Linked DNA regions of Rattus norvegicus: regions 2 and 3 are each linked to region 1. The links are chromatin contacts, called in public Hi-C maps. All regions are on one chromosome and are shown on one strand. The core of a region is the stretch at or near the end of the contact, and the rest is flanking DNA. Distances in the headings are between cores, read along the strand shown.

Region 1 (4,001 bases), core at 466-2,965:
CAGAAAAAACACTGAGCTAGCCTCAGAAGCCACTCTTTCCGCCCCCTACCCCTTTCTTGTAACAGGAGGAACAGAGGGAAAAGCTTGCATTTAAAAAGGCTGCCCTTTCTCTCCTGGCTTGCTTTTGGCTACAAGTTTTTGCCTACAAGTGTTAACAGGGGGGGTCTTTTTGGAGTTTTTTTTTTTTTTTCAAATCCAGGGCAGTGTTCTTGTTAAATGTAAATATATATCTGTGTGCGGGAGAAAAGCAGGAAGACTCTAGACAAGAATTTGCTTCCATGACCGGTCCACAATAATTAACCACACTCAAAGGAAAGCCAAAAGTTTGGCGGAAATGCTCTCCTCTTTCTCTCTTTAAGCGAGGGCATCAGGGTTGATTCCAGCCACTTAGAACCCTTAAGTGATACATGCTTAGATTGGAAACTAATAAACATAGACCGTTCTTGGAAATGAACTTTAAATTAAGATCCTCTTGTTTGGGGATATATGATTCTTTTATTTCATTTATGACAATCCGTACATCTTAAATGATGTCGCTTCAAGGACATTTTCATTTCTCCCACAACGTATTAAACGAAACACTTGCCTGTAAAACCGGCTCATTAGCCTGCAAAATTACACTGTACCGAATGGCTTTCATTCAAAGTGGAAATAAGATTTTTAGTAGGCAATTTCTGTATTTTTTAAAGCTACGGCTATGTTTGATTGCTTCTTCCCAGCTGTTTTACTTAGTGGTTATAAAGATAAATGGGGGAGGGGCTTGTGAAAATGAGCTCAAAAATAAATCCTAGACTAGAAAACTAAGACAAAACTTCGGGGTACAACTGCGCCCACCGCACCACTGGGCTGCAGCCATTTGTCCTCCGATCGTCTAGGGTGGCTGGCTGGGAGAGTAGTGAGGGCGCCTGGAGGAAGGGAGAGGCGGCTTTGCAGGCTACAGAGGCGGCGCCAGCTGGGCGACCCGGCTCGGAGAGGCGCGGGAGGAGCGGCTCCGCTAAGGTGGGAGAGCCTGGGCGCGCGGCCGAGCGCGATCAGGGACGCGGCGGCCACTGGGGTCGAGGCCGCGGCGCGCGTAGGACTCTGGGCGGCGCTGGCCGCGGTGGGAGCTGCAGAGCGGCGAGGGAGCCGGGATCTCAGGGAGCGACTCGGAGATGGATCGAATTACACCATTTGCCGAGCAGCGGTTTGTTTTGCTGGCGCTGGGTCCCGCCGCCGCCGCCGCCGCCGCCGCCCCCGCCGCCTTGGCTAGAGCGGACCAGTTTCAGGATAGATCGCAAGGCGCGACCCGAGACCGTGGGATTGCTCTTTCTGCACACCGTCTTGATCGGCTTTTCCATCTGATCCTGACAAGCTTTATTTGTCTGTTTTTTAAAGCAGGCTTCCCTATGAGAGGTAAGACAGTCTCCCAAGCTCCGCTGACGCTCTGGGTGCGTGATGGGGGTGGGACCCCGAGCCCGGAGCCCGCAGAGCAGCTGTGTGCGGGCGCGTGTGTAAGCGTGGGCGTAGCGTCGCATCTCCCCGGAGTTCATTGCTCTCCCAAGCCGTACGGTCTCCAGCGGTGCCCGAGGCGCCTGGGGAGGTCTGGCTGACCGGTTCCAGCTGGCCGGTGGGCGGCCTGGGGGGCGGGGCGGGGCGGCTCGGCCCTCCTCCTAGGCGCACCCCTCCTCCGGGGGCGCACCCCTAAGGGAAGAAAAGACACCCTAGGCTGCAAGGAAAAGTTTCTTCCTGGCAGGGCTGGCTCTGCGCTGTTCCGCAAGCCGTCAGGGTGAGCCCGCCTTCCTCGCCGCGGGGCTTGCAGCCTCCAACCCTCCAGCCCGCAGCGCAGCCCAGGCTGCCCGGCCACCTTCGGCTGGGAGGACGCCTGGGAGCGCGGAGCCACTGACTGGGCACCCACCCGCGGGGTTCTCAGCCACTCTCCCCCGCAACTTTGCGTGCTTTGTTCTCTGACTGAAAAATGCTCCACCGAAGCGCCCTGGACGGGGTCTTCTCCAGGCGGCAAGGGCTCGACCGGGAGACGTGTTACGCTCTCAGCTCCCCATCAATTATGGATGGAAACAAATAAGGAAAAGTCAATTTTGTATGAGCCGCTTCTTTCGCGGCTAGAGGCGTCTTGTAGCCGGGAGCAGAGGCAGGCAAACCGAGGCCAACACCAGGTAGGGAAACTTCCAGATTCTACTGCAGTGACCCTCTGTAGAAACTGAGGCAGTAGCCGCCCTGGGGGGATTGGGAAGCGCTTTCAGCTTCCAGTCGGACGTCTAACTCTTGAGATCTAAGAACTTGGAGGTGTGGATGCAAAGTGAGTTTGGAATTTTTCTCATTATTTGGCTACTAGGATCATTGCTGGCAGAGTACTGTTTAAATCTAATACTTGTTTTTTAAAAAAAAAATGCCATGGAGCGCGCTGGGGAGGGGTGGGGGAAGTATTGCGGTAGGGTATGAGTTAGAGCACTGGAGGAATTGGACTGGTCAGTAGTCAATTCCAGCATCCTCAGAGTGGGACAGCACATCGTTATTATAGATATAACCCCCAACCCCGACTTTGTGTACAGTAACTGGACTCCGTGTCAACCACTAAGGCTTCTTTGCCTTAAATACAACGCTGCTTCTGGTTACTTATGGGAAATGTCGAGGGCTACTTCCTCTCAAAACTTCTAGCTACTACAAATTTTAAGTCTGCACTACCAAAATATATGTGTTTTCCCCTTCCTTCTGCTTGATACTTGACACAGTGAAATAGAATCTTTTGTTTATTTCAATGCCAAAGTCTCGGGGAAAGAGTTAACATTTTTATTCAGTTGGTTTCGTCTCTGGCCCTTGAAAAGGAGAAATACTCTCCTTGGAGAAAATCTCCAAGGCTTTTCTTCCCTGTATTGTGAAATCTTAGACAGCTGGGGGTGGGGGGTAGCGTTTTTACTGTCGTTTTGATGGCACAAAACAATAGATTCTGGAACTGTGTTTATTCATGATGTTAAGTGTCTACCCGAGGAAATTAACTTCTCTTTAGTATCGGGTTAATGTAGTGAGTGACAGACTCATTCTCTCAAGCTAGCATGCATTACACACGAGCATTTATCCTGGCTCAGATACCTAAAAATTACAGATACGCTCTGAGATTGGGCCTATATCACTAGGAGCTTAAATATCTGAAGATAAACTACAGCCGGGATCTGCTTTTCAGGCTTTGGTTGAGGTCTCTGAGCTATGCTCCAAGGAGACAGTTAAATGCATATGAGATCCTAAGATTTCTCTGCTGGCTTGCTTAGGAAGAGCAACAAACCACTAGCATTTCTTACTGGATCCTGCAGGATATTGGCACCCATCTCATTTCTCCTGAGAATGCTACATAGGTACCCTTTCTGAGGAGCGCGTCTGTGATGCATGAGAATGTGGCAGGAATACTGTGACGGCTCCATCGCCAGGCATCTGGTTAGCCTGAGTTTGATTTAGATCTATGGGCATTTTGCCACCCCTACCCCCTTTTTTTCGATACCCTCTAATAGTACCAGCACCATCTGGTCATGCCTCCCTTGGTTTGATGAATTTGAAAGATGGCTGTGACGTCAGCCTTAGTCCTCAGAGTGAGGGCAACTTAAAAACCCTGAAGACTTCAGTTCACTGGCTTGCTGCACAGGAAGGCTCTGTCCAGTAACTAATGTGGGTAAGTGAGCCTCTGTATCCTGTCGTCTGGTGGTTTCCGTTCCTTGAAAGGCCATGGACAAGAAGCTTGGATTCAGAACTTTAATTCCAAAAGATCCTCACGGTTGCTGAGGACTTAGCTGAGTCTGAGGGAGCTCTTCTTGCTGTTCTGTCATAATGAACCATGGTAATTAGCTTAGTCATTGTTCTTGCCTGTGAGTTTCACTAAGATACAAAGGGTGAGAAATGCATCTGAAATAGGGTCATTTTTCACTCTTGGGATGCATTTCATGCAGGATCGAGAGCCTGGCTAGATGCCTGACCAGTGTTAGTGCAACCCTAGGAGGCAAACTCCTACCCCACCA
Region 2 (4,078 bases), core at 659-3,158, 300 kb after region 1:
AAGGTCAATTTATCTAAGAAGGCAAAAAGAGATGGCTAGAACAGCGGGTAGCAACGCTAAAGAGGATGTTGATAAGCCTCAGGACCTGTGGAAACTGGTGCCTCACTTCCCACGCGGCTTTGCTTCAACATTTCTGCCTTTCTCTTCACATCAACCTCTCTCTTATAGAAGTCAAGCCATTTTATTGACTTGCCAAGTCAAATAATGGCCAGAAGGGGAAAGTCTAAGGTAGAAAAAGGAAGTTTCACTTGGGAGACGGAAGAAAGTGCTATCTCAAGGAGGATTAATTGATTAGAAGCCCAGGCACACTTATTTATCATCCACTGCCTACCTCTCTCCTGGACCTCAGGGGTATGAGGAAGAATAAAACAGTCTCCCTTCTCTTTATTTTCTGCAATTACCTGCACAAGACCTGCCCTGTCAGCAGTCAGCCATGGTAGGGAGGGCCGTATGGGACCCTGTTCCTCCCTCTTGAATACTGACTACAAACAGAAGCAGGTAGAGGGAGAGTCACCGCCTTTAGTTGGGCACCCACTGGTGAGCCCATCAGGCTCCAGTGGACAGTTCCAAGCCTATGAGTAAAGACTCAGTGGGTCACAAAACAAAACAAAAGGACGCCTGGAAAAGGGAGGCGGGAAGGTTGACAGGAGTGGGAGGCGAGAGTAATTAGAACACATTGTACACATGTATGAAATGTCAGGGAACAAATTTAATTCATTAAAATATTTTTAGGATAAAATTTGTCAAAGAACTAAGTCTATATTAATTCTCTGATTACAATATAAATGAAAATGGTAGTGATTTTATCAGTGGGCAACGGAAGGAAGTAAAGCCGGGCTAAGAGTCAGAAGCAACTGGCAAACAGGTACATCACAGTACAGTGTGCGGAATGCACTTCCCGCTACAGCGTGTTGAAGGCGCTTTGTTCCACAGTGTGCTGCAAGCACATCACGTGCACGTGTGAGAAGGCACGTCACACTGCAGAGTGCTCTCTACAGGCTCTGTGAAATGATAGCCAGTGCTGTGTAGGAGACCGTGGGAATCACTCCTACATGGTCATTTAATCTTTGAAAACAAGTAATATCCTTTCGACGGAACAAAATGTTCAAAAGCGAATGTCTACCATTATTTTGGAAGTAGTCTGGGTTCCAGCAAATGCAGAAAGAGGAATGGGATGAGGAGGCTGAGGAACTATGCATGGAAGGAGAGCCTTCTATCTCTGTTGGAAATTTGGAGACAACGGTTTAAGTTTGTAAGAGTGGGATGGAGTCAGGAGGATGAATCGAGATGCAATGCACTGACCTTCGCATGGCTTCAGAGGTTGAAGACAGCGAAGCCATAAGCAGTGAATAGCAGTGTGGGCTCTTGGGAGGAAGAAGGCAGTCCTGAGTGTGTGGTGCTGCAGTGACGATTGCATCATAGGGTTGAAAGCAGAGAGAAGTTTCTCTCTGTGTCACTGACTGCTGACAAAATGGAGATCTTGTGGCCACAGGCCATCTGCAAGGCCCGGGTCATACAGAAATAGTGAATTCATGCATAATCTCTGGAGGTTCTTCACGGACAATCACAGACTTGTTTGTCTCTCCCTTTGGCATTTCTGTGATGCCGTTCCTAGAATATTTTCCCTGGATCTTTCTTCTCACCCCCAACTTTTATGCATCAAAGGACGCTTTAGCAGCATGAAGCCTCTGCTGTGAAGAACATTCCCTCAGACTGAACTCCTGGAGCCAGCGTGGAATGTTCCTCTGTGTCTGGTTTCCAGCTACTCACAGTATAAGGGCCTTACGCAGAGGATAAGAACACAACTAGAAAAATAAAAACATTTCGAAAACTCCAAATCCTCATGTGTTAATCTGGGACAATACAGTTCTCAGAATTCTAGATCTCATTGCCTAGTCCGACCCATACCAGGCTGTGGTGGGTGGTGTGATCTGTAAGTCACTATGCACTGGGGGAAATGAGCCTGGGCTGGCTGTGCATAGAAAAGGAAGACACTGCCACCTACAGGCTATAAACTTAGGGAGCTAGGAAATTCATGTTTAATTTAGAGGAGAGTTGGGGTTGTTTTTTTTTTTTAAGGTAACATTTTTCATAAGCCTTAAAAGTCTCAAAGTTGACTAACTTATCCCTGTACCTTTGAGCAGCCCTGTCCCGCAATGGTCACAAGCTTTAGCTGTCATTGGAGACTCTAGTTCTAAGGTAAAGGAAACCAAGGTTGGAATTGCTCTGTGGGGACTGAGAACTACTCTGGACCTTGCACTGGGACACTGGGAAAGTGTAAGTAATTGTCTGCTGGTGTTCTCTTTAAATCCTAAGCACACTTCGGGTCTCAATTCCCTTCTTTGTAAACTAAGGTGATTAGAGAAGATTACATGAGTGTTTTCCAAAACTGGAATTGTTGTGTCAGCATGGGTGGTGAGATCGGAAATTGTTAATATTAATTGCTTCTGGTTCCATCCCAGGCCCTAGAGTCAGAAACTGTGCAAAAGGCAGGCCCTCGGGTGTGAGGAGGGCTCAGTCATATGACTTATAAATGTTTAATACGCAATTCCTTACCTCTAAGATGATGTCATCTGCAGTTCAATCAACTGTCTCCTGGGAAGGTGAAGTTTGGGGGAAAAGGAGGGGGACGGTTGAGCTTCAAGAAGCCCAGGGGTCCCTCTCTCCTCCACTATGCACCATCCATATGGTCAAGTAAATGTCTGAAAACTAAGCCTTCACCCAAGCCTACTGAGTAAGGCCTCTACTCTGCCAACTTCTCTCCATGCTAAGTTGGGTTTTCTTGGTAATGCCCCAACTACAAAATGTCACCCTTCAAAGCCTAGGTTCTCCCTCCTTTTCCACAGAGTTTGCAAATGACACTAATCCACATTTCTCTTCCTTCCTAAATCCCTCATAATTCTCTAACAGCTTCTGATATTAATCGCTCATCTACACACACACACACACACACACACACACACACACACACACACTGTAAGTTTCTGCTCTCATGACTCATATGCTCAGCCCATGAGTCTGTTGAGTTACTGGTACAGTCAGGCAGAAACTTATGTTGAATGAATTACTGATGATTGGTTTGAGAGAATTCTCTGGTTATGAATCTGAGTCTTTGAAAAACATTCAAGCAATCTCTATTTTCCTTCTCCTTCCCCAACAACAGACCTAAAGGATTCTATGAAAGCATCAAGATAATGTTACAAGTAGCTGCCAGCTTTATATACACACACAGGGAGGGGGGAGGGGAAGGAAGGGAGAGAGACAGAGAGAGACAAACTGAAGAGCTGAGGGAAGTGGAGGGCTTCCCAGGCGCTCGGATAGACCACTACGTGAATTGGTAGATTAATCACTCTTCAGATTTCCCTCAACTTTGGAACATTTGCTTGGGAACGCCAAAGTGTAGGCATGTACACACTCCATTACACCAAACCTTTAAACATTCTTTTGAAGGAGACAAGAAAAGAAATTATGTTTTCAATGTAGTTAGTTGATGCTAGAAAAGAAACTCCAGTATGGGAAGCCACACTCAAACCCTTGAGGCTAATGCAGTCACAACGGTGAGTGACATTGAGGATTAGAGTTGTTTTCCAAGAGGTCAAAGAGTCAGTCAGAGGTCTGAAGTTACCCCAAGTTTTCTCCTTTCACATAGGAGGTGTGGTCACCAGAATGTGGTTTGGCAATTCCACACCCAATAGGTGTGCTAGACTTTGAGGCAAAGGAATCATCCGTTTGCATCAGGTTCCCAGCTCCTAGCCCTTTTGCAGAACCGCTTCAGGATAAGCTATTAATGCTCACAGCCATTTGGGAACCCAACTGAAGAAAGTTTATTCTATCACCCTTAAATGTCTTTATACAGATGCCATTTTAAGAGGCCTGCTTGTTTATAGAAAGGGCCATTTGCAGTTGACCAAAATTGAACAGGGTCAAAGTTTGCATCTTCGTTTAATAGGATTATTCTGCTGTTTTAGGACTGTCAGGAAGGCAGTCCAGATATATAATGAGTTTTGTAAAAATCCACACTTTATAAATTACATGTTGTCTTACTGAGCCCCTGTCAGCATGTGGCTTTCTAAATGAT
Region 3 (4,134 bases), core at 1,388-3,887, 310 kb before region 1:
CACCAGGATGGCCTCATCCTGGAGCCATCCCAGATCCTTGATTAAGGATCGCTTGGAAGAAAGGCTCAAAACCTCTTCCAAACTCAAGAGTGCAAGTTTCCATCCTTAATATTGGTCCATATTTTTGTCTTTAAAATAATCAAGTATATTTATTCATTAAAAATTCAGCAGATGGTAAATATAAGGCTGATGTCTTCTTTTTTCCATCCAAAAGCTATCATAAATAATCATATGCTTCTAAAACACAGACCTAAATCGGAGGGACTAAGCACTGTATGTTCTAATTTTAAAATATCTCAGATGGTATATGTATGTATGTATGTGCTTATGTTATCTGTGAAAAATCAGGGAACTGGTGTCTGTTACCTCAGAGTAAATATATAGATAAATTCGATGCATAGACAATCCAGTCCTGTGTACCTTATAATTAGGAAATGACTTGGAACATTAGAGCAGAACTGAGAGATCTCAGAGCCTTTCAAGTCTGAGCCAATGAATTGTGGTATGAGCGCACGTGAGTGCGTGCATGTGTGTGTGTGTGTGTGTGTGTGTGTGTGTGTGTGTGTGTGTGTGCGCGCGCGCGCGCGCACGCGTGCGTGCATACATATGTATGTGTGGTATGTATGTGTGTGTGTTTGTGTATGTGTGCGCATGTGTATGTGTACGTGTGAGTGTCTGTGTGTGTAGGCAATCATGTTATCCTCATTGGGCCTATTCCTCATCTATTGACTAGGATGTCGGATAAGTCTGTCTCTATTCCTTCCTCCCTCCCTGATGTCACAAATATGGACCGTGTACAACCTTTCTGTGGGAACTGGGTATTGAACACAGCCTCCCCCACCCCTTGCTTCTCTAGAAGGCACTTTACCCCCGGAGCTATATCTTCAGGGTCTGAGCCATCCGTTTTGGTCTAAGGTATCTCTGGTTAGATGAGCTGATTAAACATTAATTCAATTAGTTCTCACCATGCTATCTTTAAGATTTTTTGCACTTTTTCCCGTAAGATTCATCTTCCTTTCATTTCAGTATGTCTATTTCTAAGTCTGTACTTGTCTATTCCAGTAGTGTGGTTAGAGCAAGGTGGTCCACCCCGGCCTCCAAAGCTCATCCCACGGGACGAGACAGAGTTTGGAGACTGCTGTTTAGTTTGACTGTTGAATGTATTTGGGACCCTATACCTCTTGTACAATATTCAACAAAAGCCTGTTTGCGCCTCATTAAAATTAGATTGGCCACTATTTTCTTTATAGAAATTATGCTCCTATTTATTAAAGCTAATTATGCAATGTGGCATTTTTCTTTTCCGTTTGTATTCCTGAATGCCTGGTCTCAATGGGAGCATGTAGGTGAAGATCGATAATCGGTCTCTTATTAGAGCAGGGGGAAGCATCCATTGGTACACTGCATTCAGCTGGGTGTAAGAGGGCTTATTATTAAAGTAGCAGCAGGCATTCAAAGCCCACGCTTGCTGGCAGTGCTGGACACTCAGGATTAAATAATCAGCCATCAGGCCCTGTCTCATAAATGTTTTTCTTTGACTTTTGGCAGGATCTTCAACCTGAGCAGATGCCAGTTGACATGGGAACTCTGAGGCCAGCAATTTAAGGATTTTCACATTTGCCTGCAGTGGTAAGATTTAAAGATATAATAACAAAACACAGAAAATGTTACAAGGCTCTGGATTTTTGTACTAGATGCAAAATGAAGTGCTTTAGGTAAACAAGTTCCTATCTATACATTTTCCCTGTAAGTTATCTTACCAAAACGAAAGAAAATATCAGAGAAACCCCATGATTAATCCTTAAACGTCAAATATAGATAGTATGGTTAGGCTGGATTAAAGGAAAGAAATTGAGTAATAGCTGTAGTTCCTTAAGTTATACAACTGGACCAAGAAGGGGACATGGTTTTCACCTCCTACAATGAGCTGTTTCTACAGAGATGAAATATTAGTTGTTAGAGCACAAAGTCCGTGTCAGTGGGAGAAAAGAGGAAGTGGCTGTTTTCAGTTCTGTAGGGGGCAGTAACAGCCTTAGCATGAGTCTTGAAACTGGGTTGTGAGGGAATGGGATCTGTAGTTAATTAAGTGATTGCATAACAAGAAGACTATCTGGCACTGGTAGTGTGGCCTCCACACTGGACACTTGCTGCCGGTAGAGCCACATCTGTGTGCTGGGACTTCAAAACATTGCCATAATGTTGAAGATGCCAGCCGATGAGCTTGCATCGTGTTATTGAACGATGGGTTTAAAAATAGAAATCTTTCACTCCCCTGCATGTGTGTTTACATGCATGTGCACACACATACATACACACTCTTAGATCCGATGCCAAGGAATAAATGCTGAAACTATCAGCAACCAAATATTTACAACTTTTTTTGAAGGAATCACAGTGTCTGTATACATTCTAATACAGATAGGCATCGCACCAGGGAGTGGTTAACACACTTCAAGTACAATCACATCGTCTGACGTTAGTGAATTCGTGGGGTTTTGAGTTGTTGGGGTTAATAGAATAAATTGAGAAACAATGCCTGATTCTCCTCCACTTCAACTTGAGACTGATCTATCTCCGTAGTGTGTGGCTGTCCTCAGCACATCTGGTTCTCTGAAGAGTACTGTCCTAAAATAGATCCTGGATTCTTCCGAGTCCTTATTTTAATGAAGCCTAACAGCATGTCCATGGTACACTGACCAGACTATGACTCTCTGCCATTTCGTTGGATGTTCTTATATAACAGGCATGGTTTTGTATTTGTAAATTTGAAAACCATGAATTGGGTGTATTTAGCATTTCAGTATGTTCTTCTCAAATTGTCTGCTTCTGTACTTAGTTACATTAAAAAAGTTACATTAACTTTTGCTTTAATGCTTGTGTTCTTAAAAACTGCTTATGAACAATGAATCAAATGACAGTGAAAATGCTGGAAGCTAGAAGATGTGTTGTATAGATTGATGCCAGGACTAGCAATACAGTGTCACATAACATTGTTTTTACATCTAGTTAGTTGTTAGTTGTGTTAGTTAGTTAGTTAGTTAGTTAGTTAGTTAGTTAGTTAGTTAGTCACTGTGTGTATTATGTGTGGACCCATATGAGAAAAGTAAGTAAACCGCTTCTTGGAGTCAGTTCTTCCTTTCCACCATGTGGGATCCGGTGGGATCAGTTACACCATGTTTGATGAAATGCGCCTTTTCCCCCTGGGCTACCTCGCTTGCTTCCATCATAATATCTTGCATCTGATAGTCATGGGGTCCTTTTGAAATTTTTTAAGTTGCCTTTCATATTTCATTCAATGCCTTAGCTGTGCTTCCTAGAACTATCACCAAACCTTTGTTTTTCCCATGCATGAGTCATAGTTTCCTTATCTAGATGTAGAGTTTAAGTCAACTTTTTAATAGGGATGTCGTTACACTGCAGATAATATTTAATATATTCCTGTACACTTATCTTCCATCAAGAATACACCCTCAGTAAATGTAAAGTCTGACTTGAAGCTCTGCAGATTCAGAATGACTGTTTTCACTGAACGGAGGTTCACTTAAGAGAGATGGACTTTGGGTCTGGTTGATTTCAGTCCACGATGTTTTTTATTCACAGTTCTATATAATAAAGTTTGAATTAAACACACATATTTATAGACAATACATTAAATCCTAGAAGAGCCAGCAATTAACCTCAACATGCTTTCTAGAATTTCAAAGGGCAAGAAAGGGCGAACAGTAGAATGAGGGTAGCATGGAGAAACACATACATATGGACACCACACACACACACACACATACACACACACACACACACACACACACACACACACACACACACACACACACACACAGAATATGCTATTGGCCTTAATGAAATTATAAACCTCTATGAAAGTACTTTACGACTGACTTTCGAACCACAGAGTCACATGAACTCTAGGCTGTTATTTTTCTTATTGAGAAAGAGGAGCTTTAAAAGATGTTGCAAATATTATGCTAAAGATTTGCATTAGGATATGGGGAGGTTTCTCTGAATGTAGCCCAGAGCTTCTGTCTTATAGAGAACCAAGGGCAACACCTTCCCGTTCTATATCTGTGATATAAGGACACTGTTAACAAATCAGACTCGTTTGAGAAAGGCTGTCTA

The links. A called contact is a pair of places that touch in the nucleus more often than the background predicts.
Region 2: a Hi-C map of Schwann cells shows a contact between it and region 1, with 11 times the contacts expected there. The contact joins the enhancer-like site here to the promoter of Sema6d in region 1. A contact is called at or near these places in 8 of 12 Hi-C or Micro-C datasets (Schwann cells, frontal cortex, kidney and 4 more) and 1 of 1 datasets of contacts at active chromatin or transcription factors (oligodendrocytes).
Region 3: a Hi-C map of frontal cortex shows a contact between it and region 1, with 3 times the contacts expected there. The contact joins the enhancer-like site here to the promoter of Sema6d in region 1. A contact is called at or near these places in 2 of 12 Hi-C or Micro-C datasets (frontal cortex and psoas muscle) and 1 of 1 datasets of contacts at active chromatin or transcription factors (oligodendrocytes).

What each region holds. Positions count from the first base shown.
Region 1 is chr3:132,335,641-132,339,641 of GRCr8, forward strand. Sema6d (semaphorin 6D) reads left to right here and starts at 1,716. Exons shown (of 16, transcript NM_001107768.1): 1 at 1,716-2,153.
Region 2 is chr3:132,631,418-132,635,495 of GRCr8, forward strand. No RefSeq gene overlaps it. Among named protein-coding and RNA genes, the nearest start is that of Slc24a5, 140 kb to the right of the region's middle. Within about 2 kb of position 1,909, at least 43 of the 93 cell types and tissues checked have an H3K27ac peak or open chromatin away from gene starts, as enhancers often do. A contact at or near this core is called in Schwann cells, where this site is marked.
Region 3 is chr3:132,019,919-132,024,052 of GRCr8, forward strand. It overlaps a transcript of Sema6d not described here. Among named protein-coding and RNA genes, the nearest start is that of Sema6d, 320 kb to the right of the region's middle. Within about 2 kb of position 2,638, at least 3 of the 93 cell types and tissues checked have an H3K27ac peak or open chromatin away from gene starts, as enhancers often do.